2 separate regions of the Drosophila melanogaster genome follow, and region 2 is linked to region 1. Evidence: chromatin contacts called from public Hi-C data. All regions are on one chromosome and are shown on one strand. Each heading gives the region's core, a stretch centred on a gene start, on an enhancer-like site or on the middle of the called end of the contact. The rest is flanking DNA. Distances are from core to core; before and after follow the strand shown.

The links. Hi-C and Micro-C count contacts between places; a contact is called where the count stands out from the background.
Region 2: a Hi-C map of the Kc167 cell line shows a contact between it and region 1, with 1.9 times the contacts expected there. The contact joins the promoter of Gnf1 here to the promoter of Suv3 in region 1. A contact is called at or near these places in 2 of 107 Hi-C or Micro-C datasets (both in the Kc167 cell line).

Annotation. Positions count from the first base shown.
Region 1 is chr3R:4,310,169-4,313,096 of dm6, reverse strand. Suv3 (Suv3 helicase) reads right to left here and starts at 1,542. Exons shown (of 6, transcript NM_001316529.1): 1 at 1,123-1,542; 2 at 564-1,067; 3 at 191-500; 4 at 2-136. The coding sequence starts at 1,432. Vps24 (Vacuolar protein sorting 24) reads left to right here and starts at 2,150. Exons shown (of 3, transcript NM_001316528.1): 1 at 2,150-2,310; 2 at 2,443-2,683; 3 at 2,739-2,928. The coding sequence starts at 2,266. It also overlaps asRNA:CR46140.
Region 2 is chr3R:4,905,077-4,908,004 of dm6, reverse strand. It overlaps Gnf1 (Germ line transcription factor 1), which reads right to left and starts at 1,383. Exons shown (of 4, transcript NM_079505.3): 1 at 1,283-1,383; 2 at 1-1,216. The coding sequence starts at 1,291.

The DNA.
Region 1 (2,928 bases), core at 293-2,792:
CAGGTTCAAGCCCATACCGATGGCGTCAGTCGCCACCATTACCTTGCAGCTATTGGCGGGATCATTAAACTTAGCAGCCTGGGCTAGCTTGGTACCTGGGGGTAGGCCCCCATATATCACAGCTACCTCCTTCCCTCTAAAAAAAATAGTTTTAGGGATCAGTTGAAAATAATGACTTAACAAAACTGACCGTGCTTCGATTTCTCGTGAAACCGTATAAATATCATGTTTGCTGAAGCACACAATGCAGTCGCCAGGAACTATATTGTCCAATGATCCTAAAGCGGTATTTTCGACAGTCAGCTCCGTAAGCCGATCGTACAGCCGTACTTCAACAGTTTCGCCAGTGGTTTCGCAAATTTTTTGCAGGAGGTCCAATGCGCCTGGCTCACCACAAACATGCACTTCATCCGCGATCAGTCCAAGGAAGGCACGCGTCCAAGCCCATCCCCGCTGGGGGTCGCGGATCTGTTGTATTTCATCGATTACAGCCACCTCATCTGAAACAGAAAAATCAGCACATTATAACTCAGCGAAGCAGGGAAACAACTGGACTTGCTTACATGGAGTATTCACCGAGGTCATTTCCACAGTGCACGCGACGTGATTGGCTGGCAAACTTTCGCTGATGCCGAATTTGCGCTCCTCGCCTGTGACCAGATCGCAGGGAGTGCCACGTTCATTGGCCTTGTTGTACACCTCAGTGGCTAGAAGCTTTAGTGGCCCGCAATAGACCCCAGTCTTCGCACTCAGGTATCTCTCCATGGCATGGTAAGTCTTACCGGAGTTTGTGGGTCCGGCATGAAAAACAATCTTTCGGGTGATGGCGCGAGCGTTGCTATACCAGTTGGCAGGCTGCCTCAGGTCGGAAATCTTTTTCAGGTCGTCCATGCAGTCCAGGTGCGGGAATACTGTCTTTGCGTGTCGTAGGAAGTACGGGAAGATGTCATCGATATGACCCGCTCCCTGTGTTATATCGCTAAAGGTTATGTGCAGATCTACTGGAAGGTTTTCTGCCTCGATGCAAAATCTTCGGAATGAGCCAAAGGCCTGTTGCTGTAGGTAGTCTTGTAACGGATGCAAAGTAAGACGAGGGACCATAGGAAACAGGTGCATACGTACCGTCCAGTCCGTTTTCGTTGCATAGTGACTTGATTTCGCGACGTTGGGTGAACTTATTAAGAATCTTCAGCAGCTCAGCCTTTTCCAGTTTGCCCGACAGCTCGGAACCTACGTCCTCTGAATCCACATAAGCGTGCACCTGTACTGGCTTGAACAACGTGGACAAGTTCGTCTCCGGTTTTTTTCGAGAAAATAAAAAGGCCGCACGATGCAGTCGGCGCAGGGACAAATCAATTGAAAAGGACGGACGCAGGTAGAGTGTCATCCGCAAAAGGCCCGTTAGGCTGATGCAGCGCCTGCAGTTTTGCATGGTTGTCCACTTTAGTGGAACACGCGTGGTTTTTATTCACCAATTCCCGCAAAATGAATCTCCGTACTCACGTTCCTATCTCTGATATAACAGAGAAGTACAATCAGCTGACGCACATCTGGTTGTTGGGTTGACAATGCTCTTACAGAATAGCATTGCCATATCGATGGTTTTTATGCTACGTATGCGGGGAATTCTTTTGAAAAATTATTAAAAAATTAGTTTTAGAAAACACATCAGAAAAACGATTGTGGAATTTAATTTATACTAAAAAAATATTTTAAAAAAGTATTAAAACATTTAATTGTATTACGACGGATATAAAATAGGATATTTGAGAACATATATGCATTTACAATAAAAAGCAAATAAAATATGTTGTTCCTAGGCAATCGCAAAATATTTATAAATAAAAATGAAAAAATGAAAATTGATTCCACAATAGTCGTTAAAAAATGTAGTATCGGTATTTGGCATTGCATTTTTTCGCAATACAGTCTCGCTTTATATATGGAATATTTTAAAAATATTTTCATAAAATCGATAAAATGAAAAACAATTACGTATTCTAAGCCAGCATACGCAAATAATAAAATTTATTTAATAATCGGTAGATTAAATGTTAATGTCCTTATAAGCAATTTTAAAACTTAATAATAAAAACTCTTTAAATATATCGATCTATCGATGATTGGCTATGCTAACAAGAAGTCATATATATTGGCAACGCTGTGTTTGTTTGTCAGAATCAAAATAAAATGACTCACTTGTTTGTTTAAACAAAAAAAGAATTTTAATAACAATTCCAGACAATTATCATAACAGTTAGTGCCATGGGCTTATTCGGCAGAACTCCCAGTAAAGATCCCAAAGAGCAGGTAACGACGCAGAGGCGTGGCAGTGATTTTTTTGGGAATGATGTCATTCCAGTTGGATTGATTTTATTAGACCTTTCCCCATCTGTCCATTGTGCGTTATGAATATTGTTTTGAAATGTAAATTCCCATTAGGTGCAGGAGTGGACGCATAAGATACGGAAAGAGGGCAACCAGCTGGATCGCCAGATCCGAAGTATCCAGCGCGAGGAAGAGAAAGTAAAACGCTCGCTGAAACAGGCAGCACAGAAAAATGACCGCGACACCTGCGTCATTCTTGCCAAGGAGATTGTGAATGCGCGAAAGGCCATCAACCGCATATATACGTCGAAGGCGCACCTCAACTCCATTCAGATGCAGATGAAAAATCAGCTATGTGAGTGAACTCTTCGCTTGTTTGATACGACCTGATTATCGAATCCTCCTTGCAGCCACCTTGCGTGTAGCTGGATCTCTGCAAAAGTCTACAGAGGTCTTGCAAGCTATGCAGAGCCTGGTGCGCTATCCAGAGCTTGCAGGCATCATGCGCGACATGTCAAAGGAAATGATGAAGGCCGGCATTATTGAGGAGATGCTAGACGAGACCATGGACTCGCTGGAGGAGTCCGAGGAGCTGGAGGA
Region 2 (2,928 bases), core at 134-2,633, 600 kb before region 1:
TTGGCGACGGAGGGTGTTCTTTCTGGGAGCTGGGCTCTTTTTTTACTTTCAAGGTAACAGCTGGTACATCATTAAGCTTATCCTTCGTCTCCTTCGGGGAAGTGTGTTCTTCCTTGACTTTATGTTTGGCGATATCATGCTTCTCGCCATATTTCAGTTTAGTGGCTTCCTTCTCCTTTTTATCACTGGACCTTCTAGAAGTCTTGACTTCCTTTTTCCCTTTCTCCTCGGAGCTGTGCTCCTTCTTCGGGCTTTTCTTCTCTTCCTTTACCTGCTTAGCGATTCCTGATTTCTCCCTGATTAGATCGAAGAGCCCGTCCTCGCTGAGAATGGGTATATTGAGTTCCTCAGCCACAGCTAATTTCTTTGGTCCAGCCTCTTCTCCTACGACCAGATACTTGAGTTTCTTTCCAACCACGGTCATCACCTTTCCGCCATACTCCTTGATCACGGACTCCGCCTCCTCTCGTTCCATGGACTCGAGGACTCCGGTTACGACAAAGGTTAAGCCACTCAGACAATCCGGGGATCCCTTTGGAATTTCTTTGCTGCCGGGGTTCAGGCACGAACTGCGGTTTTTGTACTTCTGGTAGAGCACGGCGGAAGCACGTTTACGCTCGTGGCGTTCCTCGTCTGTTAGGACACTGGATTCTAGATCTGCCGCAGGTTTCTCCTTCTTCACACGCGGAGTGGTGGCTTTGGATTTTGTTGACTTGGGTTTTGGCGGTTCCGGGCTGCTGTTCTTTGCTCTTTTAGGCGAGGGAGAGCTCCTGGTTATCGAGTGAACCTTTTTTTCGGGGGCAGCCTCTTTGATACTCTCGTCCAGATCAACTTCCATTAAACTCCGGTCAATGTCTTCGTTCTCGAACTCGAGAACAGCTTTGGTCTTCGGCTTGGGCACAATCACCCGTTTGGTTTCTCCACCGAAAAGCTCCGTAGGATCTACGTGCCGCTTAAGCTTGGAGAGCGCTGGTTTCTGCCCGTTCCTGGCCTTCTTCGCAATCGGTTCCGGTGTGGCGGCCACCACATCATCCTCGCTGGATGCTGTCTTCGAAGCCTTGCGTTTCTTGGTCTCCGGCGGACTGACCACCTCGTCCTCGTCGCTGGAAATTATCACGGCTTTCCTGCGTTTTGGCGCCTTCGACGGCGTCTCTCCATTTTCGGCCTCGGCACTTTTCGCCTTGGCCGGCAGCCGTTTGAAAAAGGAGTCAATGCCCTGGAACAAATGATTTTGTTAAATTGATGTTTTCACCTAGTGCCTGACTGTCTCTACACAACTTACGCGTTGCATTACGGCAGGAATTAATTATTATAAAATTAATGCTGCGAGCTTCAGAATACGGAACAGTGTTACCAGACACGAAATCCCCAGTGTAACCGCGTCGGTGACGATTGAAAAAAACTAGTATAAGTATTTTAAAGAATCAAAAGCACTGAACGTTATCGATAGCTCACTAAATGTGTGTCAAGATACAAAAGGTATAAAGTCGTCTGGGCAGCAAAAAAAAATTCGCAACGGTGAATTGCGAATGAAAAGGAAATAGAATTTATTGTTTTAAGCACGTACAGAAAAGAAAAAAGTCAATTTTATGAAAGAGGCACAAAAACTGGAAAGAAATTAAATGAACATAACACTTGTTGTGTTATTAAATATGATAAATAACCAATAAATCAATTTTGTCATTCTCTGTCACTGTAGCGAGGAATTGAAAAGTATTTTCCACTTTACATTCAGTTGGTTATCTAATCCAGTTGTAATCGATATTCCAACAAAAAAGTTCGGACGGCAACGGGCTGCACGTTGCAAATCTTAAAACTGATAAATCTATTGTTTATATATTTCTTTGTCTTTGATGACTTTGATTTCGTGAACCGTGTTATAATTTTATTTACATGAATGTTAATTTCACCAATTTTTTACTTCAAGTGCAGATCTACAGATCATATCGCATGCGATTTTCGATGTATTTAGCGAATACATCTTTAGCGGAGACATCCTTCACATATATGTATATTTGTTTTTAGCGAAGGCACCCTCCTGATATAAGGTTTTTGTCTTTGATAGAAATCAGAGGGGCTGTAAAATTTTCAAATGCTGAGCTCAATTTTTTGCCGAATACTTAATTACTATTTTATTTAGTTATTTTTATTTTATTATTTAGCTTCAACATATATTCTCTTTTAAATAGTTTGTTGTTCAATGTACAATTGTACACAGACCTGACACAATAGGGTGGCGAAAATAAAGGCGACTTCAGGAATAGAAGGAAGCGTTGAGATATAAAATAATTATTCATATTTCTGTCACGCTTCGAATACCATTATATACCTAAAATTAAGTTACCTTTCAACTGGCTACTCTTATAATCGTATTTTCAACATTATTGACTTATACCCATTACTCGAGGAGTAAAAGGGTATACCACATTTATACTATATATACTATAAACTAAATTTTTGAAGAATTTGATATTTTTTCATAATTTCATAAGTCATGTAAAGTTCTATCGATCTAAATTTGTATCCAAAGCCGCACAAAACTGCCACGCCCACTTTTGAAAACTTAAGATTTTTCTTCGTTTTATTATTTGCCTTGCCAATTTGAATTATTTCAATCAATTATGAAATTTGCGCGTCCGCATTCACTCTAGCTGAGTTACGGGTATCTGAAAGTCGGGGAACTCGACTATAGTATTCTCTGTTTTTTTTTTTTCTCAAAATGCGTTTAATTGGAAGACTGCAATAAAAGGTTTTTGATTTATTTTTTATTACAGTATGAATATGTTCTATATTTGTATAATTGAGCCGGTGCTTACGAAGTAGTCTAGAATGAGCATTTGATATTATTAGTATTACAAGTGGCTAATGCTTAATGCATTATGTACATATGTATTTTGGGCAGAGAAGCCGCTGCTGCTGCTGTTAACA